Linked DNA regions of Mus musculus: regions 1 and 2 are each linked to region 3. A link is a contact called in public HiChIP or PLAC-seq and promoter capture Hi-C data. All regions are on one chromosome and are shown on one strand. Each heading gives the region's core, a stretch centred on a gene start, on an enhancer-like site or on the middle of the called end of the contact. The rest is flanking DNA. Distances are from core to core; before and after follow the strand shown.

Region 1 (4,704 bases), core at 1,738-4,237, 390 kb before region 3:
GGGCCAGCAGAAAGAATGGAAACAGACATCCTTGGGAGATAGGAGGTTTGGGTGACCCTCCAGAATGCACTAGAGACCTGGAAGGTGAGAGACTCTCAGGGCTCAAAGGGAGGGACCTTAGATGAAATGCCTGACAATAGGCAGAGGGAACTTATAGAGCCCACCACCAGCAGGCAGACAGGGCACCAAATGAGGGAGAGGGGGCCATCCCAGAGTCACAACTCTGACCCATAACTGTTCCTGTCTGAAAGAATTACAGGGATGGAAATGGAGAGGGGCCTGAGAGAAAAGAAGGTTCAGTGACAGGCCCAAAGTGGGATCCAGCTCAAGAGGAGGCTGGAGAGGGGATTAAATATGGAGGGTAAAAAATTAATTAATTAATTAATTAAAAAATATGTCATCATGTAGGGCCATGGATGTCTTAAAACCTCATAGTTTCTCATCTCAGAGTAAAGGCAAATCCTCAAAATTCACAAGCTTCACTTGATCCCACCATCCCAAGTTCGTTCACAGAAGGTATTTTACCTCCCTCTGTCTCCATTCCTGGACTGATGTGTGACAGACACATTGCTGACCCAGACTCTCTCAGTGTGGAATCCAGGGCACAGCTCTACTTCTTACAGTTCCTCTCCACTAAAGCATGAGAAGAGGGACGTCAGTGTCACCCACAATCATAGTACCTGGTGCTCATCCTCAGAGACCAAACAAATGACTTTTTTTTCCCAGCCTAAGTTTACCTAGTGGGGGTAAAAAACCCAAACCAAAAACCCTTTTAGTCACAAAGGATTAGATTATCAACCACAAAAAAAAAGTACCTTTTGGTGTCATTTTTCACTTCATGATGCTCTCTTTTCTTCTCCATCATCTTCCCCCATCTATTCTTTGGCAAATCCCTCTGAGGCAACGGTATGGCATGCTGGACGTAAAGGTCGGTAAGGTTGTCTTTGTTTACCCTTACTTCATTTTCAACTGCTATGTTCTTCTGTGTGAAAGAAAACAAAAATAACTTCAAAACGCCATCTTTCATTTAAAAGCTGCCTAGCCATGTAACACGGTGAAAGCGTTATGCTTGAGTAAATTATAAAGCTACTTTCACACTCACTAAGAGCCAAACTGTATTATTAGATAGGGTATTAAAGACCCATTAAATTCTATCAAGTTCAGCTTCATCTTAGAGTGACCACGTGCCCTCACTGAGAGGACTGCTGGCCAAGTCCAGAAGTAGAGTCCATTTAGGCATATATTCCACCACCTCACTACCTTCTTAATCTAAATAAAAATGGGACATTGCCTGAGAAAAACAGATTAAAAAAAAGCAGCTACTGAGTCGGACCATTACACTGGTGGAGTAGGAGCTCAGTCTCAGTCTGTGTTTATGTCTCATGTTTCCTTTAATGTGGTGGGTGCCTGAATTTGTTTTGTCTTGGTGCTGGTGTCTGAACCCAGTGCCTTAAGTACACCAAGTACTGGCTTTATTATGGAGACCCCCCCCCCACCTCCAAAACACACACACACACACACACACACACACACACACACACACACACACACAGCACTACTGCAGAAGAAAACTTAACTCTCCATTCTGATGACAGTAACAATAGACCATTAGCAGTCTGCCCCACCGCATTTTCACCATTCAATTCACAGTCCAACCATTTAGGCATATTTATATATATATTTATATGCCTAAATAACTTAAATAACTTATTCTCTCTCATATCCCAGTTCTGTCTCAACATCTTGGAGCACAATATTGCAAAAACACACAGGAAAAATTGGGGAAACGTATGCTTTGCAAAAATGGAAAAAAAACAAAAACAATGCCAGCTGTTTAGTTTGATTTCATTTTTAAGTTGTTGAATCATCTTATTCCTCTTTCATACAGTATATTGCTGGCTTTCAACTTGCATTTACTCTGGGATGGGAGTATCTGAATACACTTGGACAACATTCCCAGAGGATGTCATCTGCTTGGATGGCACTGAAGGGGCTGCCTTCTGGCAGCAGTGCTTACAAGTGCTGTCCTTGGGTCATCAGCAAGAACTCGTTAAAATACAGTATCAGGGCACATTTGGAACGAACTTAATGAGAAGCAGATGATGGGGCTCAATAACATGTTTTAGTAAGCCTTTGATTATCCTGGTGTGAGTAAAAGATTGAGAATCACAGGTTAAAAGTCATTATTAAAATAGTGACTGAGAACTTCAAGAAATTAGAGAAAGATACGGTACTGGGGGGGCAAAACCACATGGAATACAAAACGTGCCACATAAAACTCTAAAGAAACTTTCAGCAGTTCTGCCATTTTAAATAAAACATCACACTTTTCTTTTATGATCTGCTATTATCTTAGGTCACACCGCAGGGGCGGCGGGGGGCGGGGGGGGGTGCATGCACCACCTGGAAAGCTAGGTGCTTTAAGTTCTCCAAACGGTTACTGTGTCCTGATAATGATCTTAAGAAGTAGGTCCATCTCTCTGAGACCCGAGTGTCTGTCTCTAAGAGAGGCGAGAAGCTACCTAACAGACTAATTTTCAGATGTTTTGGATCCAGCCCTGATTGCCCCAGACTTCTTCCCTCCCGGTCTGTTCTTCTAGTCTATCTCTTCCGCAGGCCGTTGCTTGCACACAGGCAGCGGAGGTCGTCTGTCACACCCTTTCCGAGCTCTAGAGGATTTCCCGGGGGTTCCAGTCACTCTCTGGAGGCTTCCTTTGGGGATCAAGGGAGGCAAGCCCCATCCGATCAGTGTGGGCGGGGAGCGGCCACGAGCCTCCCGCAGGCCTGCCTGTCCCCGGCTGCCCGTCCGTCCTCGGTCGGCCCGAGCGCCCCACCTGCTCCAGGGTGAGGAGGAGGAACTCCTGGGATAGCAGCTCAGGGTGCAGCAGCAGCTCCGCGTCCGTACAGCTGCGACCGCCCACATCCCCCGCCATGGTTGTCGCCAGGAGACCCCCTGGCCGGCCTCCCACAAGGCACTGCGGCGGAAGCGTCGCGGAAGTGACGTGAGGGGGCGGGACTCTGGTGTCACTCAGCGCGCCCGAGACGCGATGCTTTTCCCAGAGAGTAGAGTTTATGGCTGGCCGACTCGGCTGACGCACCTCAGCCAAGAGGACGAACTGGGACTGAGAGCGGAGCAGAGTCCTGCCCGGGCTGCGCCGAAAGCACCGGAGGCTAAGCAACGCGAGCTGGCCGCCATTGGTCCCGCCCCCTGTGACGTCCCATGGCAGAGGCCTCAGGGATTCTCCCGACTGCGTGGAGAGACAGAATGGAACAAGAGGGCAGACAGCTGTGACCCCAGATGGCATTGTCATGTCTGAAGCCATGCTTCTTTTCGCTTTTTACAATGTCTCAATCGTTTATTGCCTAATCTCCCTTCTACATAAAGTAAGCCCAAATAACACTCTGTAATCCCCTCTCCTCGGACATGGTAAGCATCAAGTATTGTTCCCTGGAAAGATCTTTAAACCGACCAGCTTACGTGTGGGAAATAATAAGAGAAAGTAGTAGCGCCAGTCCAGCGACTGTTACACTACTCCCCAGATCAGCCTGATGTGCTACTAGAATGCTTGTTTCTGGTATGAGGAAAATGAGCAATAGGACGGATAATTGGAGATCACAGACTGGCAGTGACAGGAACCAAGCAAACTGCCTTTGCGCTTACTAATAATTACAATGAAGTCGTGGTTTTTACTTTAACAAAATATTGTAGGCTTCAACTATATTCTAGTATTTGTGTGAGAAATCTCTTTCATCATTCATAGGAGACAGAGTCCTCAAGTTTTTGCACATTAAAAGGTTGTACTTCATACCTGTTATGAGAGCATAGTTTGTATGCTCTATAATGTATCGTTTTATTGGAAACTGTTGCATTGTTTATGAAAATATGAACTACTAGGAGTCTACCAAAAATATGCTTGAAAGAGTGCTGAAAAATAAATGAGATGTTAAATTAGTAATGAGAGACATCTTGTAAAATTTTCCAGTTTATGTGATGCTTTCAGGGAAGAAACAATTACAGAGCTGGGAGGAAATTTTAATGTTAGTGCTTAAAAATATTCAATCCAGTCCTTTTATTTTTGTGTTTGGAAAGCTGATCTAAGTGACCTTCCCTGAAAGGACAAGTCTTAAAGCTGGGCCAAATGTTCTCAAATGGGATTAAATGCCTTAGCTTTGTAACATTATTGTGCTAGTATATATTCAAATTAACCTTTATATTGTCGTATAATAATGAGTCTGGCATGGATGGCATCATTGGCTCCATTTCCTTCACTATAAGGTTATACTAGTTGCTAGAGTAGCTGTTTTGCAGGAAACTTGAACTTACAACCAAACCCAGTTTTCACTGGGTAAGCTGAGCTGGTCTCACGCCAGTTTCTTCAGGAAACTGCTGAAGAATAATTGAAATAAGGATTATACATGAGGTATGTGTACTTGTGAAGCACTGAGGGATATTAGAAAGTTACTGATCATAGAACTCTAAGAAGGGGCAAGGGGGTCAGTTTTTAAGTAGCCCAGGTATGGATGATTCCCAGGACCACTGAGGGCCCGATTCCTCTCCCTTAGAGCTTTTTAATCTCTGAGATAAAATTATTCTTGTCTCACCCTGTTGTAAAGATTGCACCTAAAATATGTCAAATGCTTCTCCAGTTGCTTCCACCTGGACATTTGTACCCTGTTGATTGACATCAAGGGAGAGAAGTAGCA
Region 2 (4,729 bases), core at 555-3,054, 480 kb after region 3:
TCCCAATCAGACACTGCTGACTCCAGGGTGAGTCAAATAGTTCAAAATTCTATTTTAAGGAACAAAATCGACTGTCAAGAACTTAATACAAGGGGCTGGATAGTGGGCCAAGTGATGAAGAACGCCTGTTGCTTTTGGACAGGATTGGGATTCGGTTCCCAGCACCCACTTGAGAGCTTACAACCTCAAGTTGTTACAAGCTCAAGAGCTTGTAACTATAGTTACAAGAAGCTCCATATCTTTTGACAACCTCTTCAGGTACAAGGCTCCTATGAGGTGCACGTACATACACTCAGGAAAAACACTCATACACATAAAATAACACAAATAAATCCTAAAAATGAAAAAGAGAAAAGAACTCAGTGCAAATGAATAATGTTATTATTATTCAAGTAGTAACAAGAACGATTTCACTAGGCATTGTTTAGCCTAGTTCTCTGCTCATACTTACCAGCAAGCATGAGTTTTCTAAACTGGTAGCTTAGACTAGAATGGAATCTTGAGATTTGATTCATCTTGGAATAACACATGACCTTATTGCTTCTGATCCTGTTGTGTGTGCCCAGGAGGCTGCTCAGTCACCTCCCACCTGACCAGGTCCCTTAACCTTAGAATGGCAGTTACAACAGTATTTAAATGGAGAAGCCCAAAAGTGATTGTAAAATTCTGCAATTTAATCTAAATTACTTCTAAAATTTAATCTCTTACTTTGTCTCTTTGTCTCCTGAGCTCTGATGTATCATCTTCTGACATAAAATTCCTTATGCAGTTTGTAACTCATCATCTGTAACTAACTTAAATTTGATGATTTGACTATTCTCCTCTAATTTCTTTTGGTGGCGTGATCAGTGAATTCATTAGTAATCGATATATTTTCTAAGTGCGTGTGCGCATGTCGGCTGTCACACACAGCATTCTGGACAACATATCTTGTTACTCATGGAGCGTTTCCAAATCCTGATTACTTAAACAAAAGCAGATTTTTACCTCTGTAAGTCTTTACAAAGATTAAAAAAGAGAAAGACAGAGAGACAAATGGTTATTTGGTTTCAATCTGGCCTTAATAATTTTCCTCTGTCTATTTTCCATTAAAAAGGAGGTAGTTAAACAATCCAGCACAGAATATGGAATATATATATTTTTTGCAAATTCGTACCTTTGATATGGTATTGATTAGTTCTGACCATTTTGCCTCCACTATGATACAAATTGCTGCGTGCTTCACTTAGCTTTGACTCAGAGCCTTGGTCATAGCATCAGCATTTAGGGGTCTCCTTCCGTTAGAGACCTCTGTTAAGATGCACTGATAAATCTCCAATTGCCCAGAGAACAAAGTTGCAACATTTCTCACTTTGGGAGCACCATGACAAATTACAGAGCATTGTTGTTTAAATTAAATGTTAGAGTAGGTTAGTCCAGACATTTATAATGGGGCATGTAATTAGCCCAAACACAGATGAAATATCAACAAATTAACTGTTTTTGAAGAAAAAAAAAAAGTAATATTGGAAATATACTAGTGTGAGCACTGGGGCCTTTAAACAAATGATGTCACACGGTCTGGGAAGCTTTGTCATGTTCAGTAAATTAGCATGGCCTAACCACAGCAGAAAATTTCCTTGAGCTGCAATAAAGACTAAACGCTTTCAGACTCCCACGGTCCTTTGTAGTCATCGTTTTAAAGCAGTGCCTGAGCAGGCTGCACCTGTAAAGTTTTCTTTTGAGCGGCTGTGAGTTGATTAGATCTATTTCAGCCTCGTAGTGGTAATAGGCTCCTCTCTGCGAGACTGCTTACCCTCTGCTCCCCTGGCAGCTGGAGAGACTGGAATTAATCAGGTCTGCTGGGGACTTCCTCAGCGGCTCCGCAGGCCAGCGACTCTGGAATCATTTACCAGAGAACCTGACTGTCAACTCTTTGTCATCTAGGCTTTTGATTATGCTCTCTCTCTCTCTCCCTCTCTCATTCCCCCCCCCCCCATTTTTTTTAAAAAAAAGAAAATACAAGTGAAGATGGATGATGGATTAGTCCAATATTCTATTTTACTACTTACTGGCTTACAGGTAGATGTTATCTACAAGAACATAGGTGTGGACTAAGAGGGTGAAGACTTGCTATTGAAATTAAAATTTACTTTATTTTGTTGTTGTTCCTGATGAAGGTAGACCCAGCTAGAAGCCAGGAGCTCTCCTAAGTCCACTGTCTTTCAGGCTGAAGGAGGACACACTTGAAAAGCTGGGGCTTTGGAGGGCTTTCTGATTCTGCCAGTAGCTGCTAGCTGAGTGCTTAACTTTGCCCGTGTCTACAGTTCACCTCCTGATTCAACATGTGTGGAATCACTGCTCAAGACACAAGGCACGTCGGCATTCAGAGCCAATCCCTTCTTAGTACCACAGAAATTACAAAAACACAGACCCGAGTCCACGGAAAAACCACCGCATAGAAGCTCAGTATTTTGATTTGCTCAGATGCAAATATCAAGATAATTGAGTTGTATGAGTTTATGCTTAAAATTAAAAAAAAAAAAAGTCCCCATAATGTCATAAAAAACAAACCACCCAAATCAAACTACAATTTTACATTACGGATTTTTATCTTGGGGCAACTTTTTTCCCCTCCAATTTAGCAACCAAGAATATTTTCTCTTATTTCAGCTTCCTAATTGTTTGACAGGGTTCTCTTTTGGAAAGAAACACAAACCCAACACATAGGGTAGAGACATTTAAATATCTTCTCTAGGGTATAACCAAAATAATTATATGGAAATGTTGGGACTTAATGCTTCTAGACTTAATGTTTTTAAAATTGTGATACATAATATTCTTGGATAAATGTAATCCCCCAAAAAGTATTTTTGCAAACAGTATTTTCTTTTACCTAATTAGTACGAAGGCTGTAATGAGCCAAACAGAGAAACACTGTATATTGTAAATGCCAAAACGTAATGAATACATCGGTATCACATAGCCCACACCAATAAATGTGTTCCTGAAGCAGACAACAGACTGAATGTGTTTATCTTATGGCATGAATGTCCTGCTTTCTGTATGTTCTCAGGGCCCTGCAACAAGTTTCAACCAAGGCTCTGTGAATTATGTCGGGGCTGCGTACAGTGCTCCATACAGAACACCACTTTCCATTTGTTCTCTCTGACACTGTTTATGTCTGGTTGGGCCACAAATCGACATAAATATAGTATAGATCATAGGAATCCTTGGGGAGAGTGTGTTGGGTAGATGGAGGCTGTGTGTCTAAACCTTCTTAGAAGAAGAGGGGACCAGAGCCAAACTCTAGAAGGAAGGGTGCTGAAGAAGAGGAACTTAATTATAGCACACGGATCTCTTGGCTTATACATTTTTAGTGATTGTATTGTTTTAAAGAAAGACTTGAGCCTTTCTTAAGACTGCTCAGACCTAACTGGGTTGGAAGAGTGTACTTTCTGGCTGGCCCTGTCCCCCCAGCTCTCCTTGCCCGTCCCTCTCCTTGTTCCAGGGCTCTGGTGACAGTTGCCATCCGACACTGTCTTCTGCTTGGATGGGCAGTATGCCTAGGTGCTTCTCACGGGTCTTCACCTACACCACTTATTAGCCATCCTCTGGTGCAGCAGACTAAGTGCGCTGTGTTGTCTGTGGTCCCCACAGGGCCTGGGGACAGTGACCTTTGGGCTACGTTCAGGTGTCACAGTCACTGGAGCTTTATAAAGGGATGTTGCTAGGCTAATTTGGCCCTGCCTCTTTCCAACAATGCAATATACACTTGGCAAATTCAACGAGAGAGAGAGAGAGAGAGAGAGAGAGAGAGAGAGAGAGAGAGAGAGAGAGAGAGAGAGAGGCAGAGAGGCTAATTGAACTATTTACCAGCCTGCAGAGCCACCTGGAAAGCAGCCAGTCACGCTCAGTGTCTTAATAGTGCAGACTTTTGAGTCATTCCAGGGTAGAGGCTTCCCGTATTTGTTTGTTTATTTTCATTTGTCTTTTGGTATAGTATGGGAAGATTGGGGGAAGGGCATGAGAACACAGAAAAGAGGGAGGATACAAAAAGGGACTGACTATAGAGCATCTGTAAACCCAGATATGGAAGTGGGAAAAAACACGCTGTAGTGTACGAGGGGCATGAAAATAATTTATAATGGTAAGAAATAGTTACACTGAAAGGGTTGGAACGTCCATAGAACTCTGCTCATCTTTATGAAGTTTCCGTCTTTCCTCCCTTGGAATAGGTCACCTTATACTCTACTGGTGCGTTTCTTTGGCCACTTGTCAAAGCCATGTTGTGATGGAGGCTGGCTCGTCTCGCGCTTTGCCTGCATGGAGGGCGGGCGTCCGGCTGGAGCTGTGCACACACTCCCGCGCGCTCATGATGTCTTGCCTTGGGAACCGCCTTGGACAGAGAGCATTTGTTGATTGGCAAGATGGCTGGGTGCAAAGACTTTGCCAACCCATACCCCTCTTTTCTTTCCAAACTTGGCTCGAAGTTTCCTTTTTCCTGGAAGCTTCTACGTCTGCTCCCTCTCAATTTTCTCCGTTTGGTCCTTTGTGTACACATCTTACACCCGTGCGTCCACACTGCATGTGTTTTATGCTCGGAGTCCTCTTTCCATTTCAGCTTCAGCGACTTGACCAGACTTAAGCCTCTGCCAGGAGGGAGCCGTGTCTTCAGATTCTCCTCTTGCAGTAATATTCAGTGTCCTAAACACTTCTTCTACATTATTTACCAAACGTTTGTGGAGAG
Region 3 (4,774 bases), core at 526-3,025:
AAGGCTTCAGCTCTTCTAGACCCACTGCTAGGCTAAATCTCTAGATTGCACACTTTGAAGTGGTTGCTATTACCTTTATTCTTCTGCTTCCTTCTGTCTGCAAAAGCTTAGGCTCACGGGTTTTCATTTCAGAAAACCAGCGCACCTCATGCGAATTCATGAGACTTCCCATCTCAGGCCCAAAAGAAAACCATAAAGACTTTGAATGATACCAGAACCCTATTCAGGCAGGTGTGACACCAGGGAACCTGGCAAGCAGTCCTACCAGGAGTGGAAGAGAAGGTCCAAGAAGCAGCCTACAACTGCCCCAGGGCTCTGGAAAGGTGAGCCTGCGAGAGTGGTCAAGTCTGGAGTTCTAGGGGACGAGAGTTGTGAGAGTAAGAGAAGGGAAGTCAAGGCTTGAGAGTGTGGATAGAGTTGGGGAAAGGACTCTCCGGAGCCCAGCCTGGGCACCTCACAGGTCCTAACCTCCACCCACTTTCAACTTTTTGCTGTTCCCGTTAGATGGCGCTCAAGACTTTCTAACCATTTGTGAAAGTGCTCCTGGTCCGGAACAAAAAGAGCCTTATCGAGAGAGAGAGTGTGGAGTGGGCGTGAGCGGGGGGGGGGGGGGGGGGGCTGGGGGGGGGGATGTGGGGGTGAAAGCACACCAGGGCGCGGGCGTCGCCTGGCACCAGGAGGAGCGGTCACGGGTCAGCTGGCCCCGGGCGGGGGTGCATCCCAGGCAGGGCCTCCTCCGCAGCGGGCCCAGAACTTTCTCTGCTTCCTCTTCCTTTCCCATTCCGCTTTTCTCCTGGTCCCTGCTGAGCAGTTGGCAGATGGGTTTCGGCCTCCGGAAGGCCGAGGACTGCACATCTATGCAGGCCCTCCGTGCTCTGGAAGAAAGAGGCCTGGAATTGAGCAGTGGCGCTGGGGTTCAGACCAATTCTCCCCACGAGTACCCCCACAAGGGTTCTGAGTTCTCAAGCTCCAGCTCTGCACATCAGCCATGGGACAGGTGCAGGTTTTGTTTTAGGCTCTCAAAGTGATGTTTCTAAGTTCCCCGAGTGCATGTTTCAAGCAATACAGAGCAAACTTTCTGGTCCCCGGGCGGATGACGCCTGAATGAAGTCAAACCACCGTCCTTTTAAAACTATAAAATGAAAGAAACTAATGAAAGGCCCTGGAAACCCTGAAGCATTAGATGTGACCACTTATTTTTAAATAATTATGCGACGAGTGATCGGGGCTTCCAAAGCTTTCCAAATATCTCTTCTTTCGCAGTCTCTAGGAAGTGTCTTGACTGTAGGCGAGCGGGTACTCTGATCTTTCCCTTCCCTTCCCTTCCCTGTTCGCCCAAGTGTTCAGGAGCTGTGTGCCCGGTTACCCCTAGGACCGGAGGGAGCAGACACCTTCCTTTGTGAGTCCCCCTGGCTGGGAACTTTCCCGCGCGGCGGGTTCCCCTTTAAGAAAGTAGCGATTGCTATGAATATTTAATGCGGAGCTGGAGCCCGTCGGGCCGAGGGGAGACCCGGCCCGCGCTCTGCGGCCGGGGCGTAGCTCTAGCTCATCCCCCACCAGTTCAGCCACGGTAGGATGAGGAGGATGAGGGTTTGCGGGAGGAAAAGCTTTGGAGAGATGGGGTGCGGGACTATGGAACCCGCTTGAGTCCAGTAGGCCAGCGCGGGTCATTTCCATAAGAAAGCCGCAACCCAGCTGGAGGCTGCGGTTCTTCATGGCCTCCCTGCCCCCACCATCATTGGCAGCGTGTCGCGGGCTTCTCTGCAGCCTAGATCTAGGCGACTGGTGTGGATTGGTGTTGATGAGATGTGGCTTCCAGCGTTGCCCGACTCAGACCTGTTTCCAGTCTGGATGGAGCGGACCGACTGTGTGGGGTGAGTCCAGGGTGCGGCGGAGCCAGTAAGAGTTGAGGAGAGCGCGGGGAAGCTAGTCCGTAGTGGGCACCTCGGATTAGGAAGTCCTGAGAAGTACTCTGAAGCGGGGTGTGAAGAGAGAGTACTGGGAGAAGGCCTAGGAAGCTAAGCCGTCCTTGCTGCCCCTCTCAAATCCCCGGAGCTTTCGCTTTCAGTGGGTGACCCTCTTCCAGCGAAGGGATGGAAAGTGAACTTGGTCGGGCATTTGATCTAGCTAGCAAAGCGGTTCTTTTCTGTGTACATTGAGTACATTGAGTTTCTTCTCTGCTTTCAAGAGCCCACGCACGATGGCCACGCATCTTCAGGTCTATCAAACACACACACACACACACACACACACACACACACACACACACACACACATACACACACACATCTAGAGAAATTAAAACCTAGATCTATAGTGTTCAAAAAAAAAAAAAAAGCAAAGCAGAGGAGATAATGTGTGAGACAGCCGTCTTCACTTTGCCTTCTATTGGGAAAAGTTGCCTGAGAAGGAATAACTTCCCTTTTATGGATTCTGAACCACCTGTACTTTGCTACAAAGCTTAGTTGGGTCACAAATAAAACACCAGTTACATCGAGCAATGAAACCAATTACAACTATTAACAACTTTATTACTTATGATTAGACTTGAGAACTTTAAACTCAGACAATATGATCGAGTTATTTTTCAAACCAGCTAAGATTTTTACACCATCCCTCCCCACTCCACTTCCTACCCCTGTCCCCAAGAAGTAAGAAGAGTAGAAATGATATTTCAGGGAGTTTGTATGTATCCGTGGTCAATATTATATTTGTTTCTTTTAGTAAAGTTTGTTGCTTCTTGTACCTAATGGTACCTTGATTCCTGATTCTGTCGAGTTATGGAGAGCATAATTGAAGATGGCTGGTTACAACCGACTTGGTTTGGATGTGGAATTGGGGCAAGCACTCTCTCCCAGTACTCTAGTAATGCTGAAAACCCAAATCTATTTAAAAGGACAAGTTGTTTTAACTTCTACCACAGATGGGGTGAGAGGAACAAGTGAAACTCAACAGCTAAGGAGAAAATGAAGAACTAGTGCTACGTTTTCCACGTTCTTTTTGCTCCGGGGTTGACATGGCATTTGGTGAGTCTTTCCTGAGACTGTGGCTGTCTGGAGAGGGGAAAGTATCAGAGAAGTTTTACCAGTCTTAAGGCTACCTCCAGGAGGCTGTCCACCACTTCCCTCTGTCTCCATGCCAGCCTCTTGTTATCCCCAAGTGGAAATCCCTGCTCAGTTGTGTGTGCAAGGCTTGGGGCAAAGGAGGAAATTAAATTGCTGTCCACAGTAAGAAAAACGGAGCAACTTACAAAGAAAGGCTCTTCCGCCTCTAGGAAAGAGGCAAGGTGAGCAGTGGTGCAGTTGGAAGGGGCCAGTTATTTCTTATGTCACCTCTGCTCACAGTCCTGGCTTTCTAGAGAATCTGGGTGTCCAGGGCAAGGAGAATGAAGTCTGTCTTGCTCAAGACACCTACCCAGATCCTCAGCTCCTGGGTGGAAGCCCACAGTCCCAACATGCATCTACTTCTGAGATACCTGCCAGGCTGCTGTGGGCATAGATGGCTAGGCTGTGTGGCCCACACTTGAGCTGCTTGGGATTAGCAGCCCCTCTGCTCAGCAGCGTTAAAGCTTTTGATTATTTCTGAGCACTGGGTGGCCTCTTCCCTTATGAGAAGTCCGTGGGCCTCCTCCCCACTCCTATTATGTCAGAGTTAATTGCTCTACAGTGGGGTGTCTCTCATGGTGGGTTGGCCAAGAAGTGCAACAGGGAAGGACAGTGTCCTCCACAGGTAAGAGTTGACGTGGAATTCTCTCTGTCTTTGATATCCAAAGGGCACTGAAATTGAAACTTCCTTTGAATGGGATGGTGCCCCGGCAATTTTTCTTTAGTGATTCCCTAGGGACAACTTTTTTTTTTTTTTTTTTTTTTTTTTTTTTTTTTTTTTTTGCCTGGCCTAGGCTGTTGGCACCCTGTGTGAGGTCCTGAAAGTAAAACTAATGTTGCTTTCAGTGGATAGCTCACCCCAGTGGCACATCTTAATAGGAGAGCTTCCAGGTCAGCAGCAAATGTCCTCTGTTGCTAAGTATCCTGAGAACAAATCCCCTGTTGATGCCGTGAAAGGCTGAACAAGAAGCTAAGGCAGGGCTTGCCACAGCTCCAGAGCCTTCCTACCAAGTCCATGGTAGAGTGGGGGCAGGGCTTGGGAACAGATAGGAAAAAAAAAATAGAAATAAAAGAACAATCACTTTCTCTTTTAGAAATAGTGTAGTTTTAGACAAACTAGAAACCGGTAATATCCAGAGGACAAGAAGCAGGAGTGGCTGGCCCCAGGTCTGATGGCTCTGTGGTTCACTTGTTCTGAGTTTTAGGATTCCACAATAAAGGAGAGGACAGAGCTCTCCCAAAGTAACCAGGAAAACGGATCCTTATACCTGCCCCTATTCCAGAGAGGTCCATAGGATGGGGAAGTGAAGGATCTGCCTCTCGGGGCACCTGGTTTGAGAATCTGAGGTTTTTTTTCCAACTCATAATTTGCCTTGGAAATAGACAGGTAAGGAGGAAGCATCCTTCCTTCAGAGATAGAAAACCTATCCACTAGTAGGGCATCCTCCTCGCCATCCTCATAGGTAGCCTTTATTGTTCAGGATGCCAGGTAAGCCAGGGGAAGTTGACCAGTTCCTCGGCAATCTTGGAATATGAAAATGAATATTTTCTAAGAAAACTTTCTACTACTTTAAAGATTTCCATAGATAGAAGGCATCTACTTTTATCTGGGTTTTCATGTAGACCAACAATGCCAGCTCCACTTCCCTTTCTTCTTTGTGGTATGAGGT

What was found. Promoter capture Hi-C pulls out the DNA fragments that hold promoters and counts their contacts. HiChIP or PLAC-seq counts read pairs in DNA pulled down with a chosen protein or histone mark.
Region 1: a contact with region 3 is called in a promoter capture Hi-C map of pre-B cells, with 4 times the contacts expected there. The contact joins the promoter of AI597479 here to the promoter of Pantr2 in region 3. A contact is called at or near these places in 3 of 39 promoter capture datasets (the C10 cell line, pre-B cells and stem cell-derived epiblast-like cells), 2 of 484 Hi-C or Micro-C datasets (LSK cells and pro-B cells) and 4 of 115 datasets of contacts at active chromatin or transcription factors (DN3 thymocytes, embryonic stem cells and large pre-B cells).
Region 2: a contact with region 3 is called in an H3K4me3 HiChIP or PLAC-seq map of embryonic forebrain, with 6 times the contacts expected there. The contact joins the enhancer-like site here to the promoter of Pantr2 in region 3. A contact is called at or near these places in 9 of 39 promoter capture datasets (the 3T3-L1 cell line, cranial neural crest, frontonasal cranial neural crest and 5 more), 3 of 484 Hi-C or Micro-C datasets (cortical neurons, embryonic stem cells and nephron progenitors) and 9 of 115 datasets of contacts at active chromatin or transcription factors (craniofacial prominence, differentiating embryonic stem cells, embryonic basal ganglia and 6 more).

What each region holds. Positions count from the first base shown.
Region 1 is chr1:43,096,993-43,101,696 of GRCm38.p6, reverse strand. AI597479 (expressed sequence AI597479) reads right to left here and starts at 2,987. Exons shown (of 4, transcript NM_133818.1): 1 at 2,835-2,987; 2 at 816-982. The coding sequence starts at 2,933. It also overlaps a transcript of Tgfbrap1 not described here.
Region 2 is chr1:42,230,481-42,235,209 of GRCm38.p6, reverse strand. No RefSeq gene overlaps it. Among named protein-coding and RNA genes, the nearest start is that of Gm28175, 25 kb to the left of the region's middle. Within about 2 kb of position 1,804, at least 18 of the 459 cell types and tissues checked have an H3K27ac peak or open chromatin away from gene starts, as enhancers often do. A contact at or near this core is called in craniofacial prominence, embryonic basal ganglia, embryonic forebrain and 1 more, where this site is marked.
Region 3 is chr1:42,710,455-42,715,228 of GRCm38.p6, reverse strand. Pantr2 (POU domain, class 3, transcription factor 3 adjacent noncoding transcript 2) reads left to right here and starts at 1,775. Exons shown (of 4, transcript NR_110495.1): 1 at 1,775-1,874; 2 at 2,924-3,026. All of the region lies in intron 1 of Gm46091 (predicted gene, 46091), which reads right to left.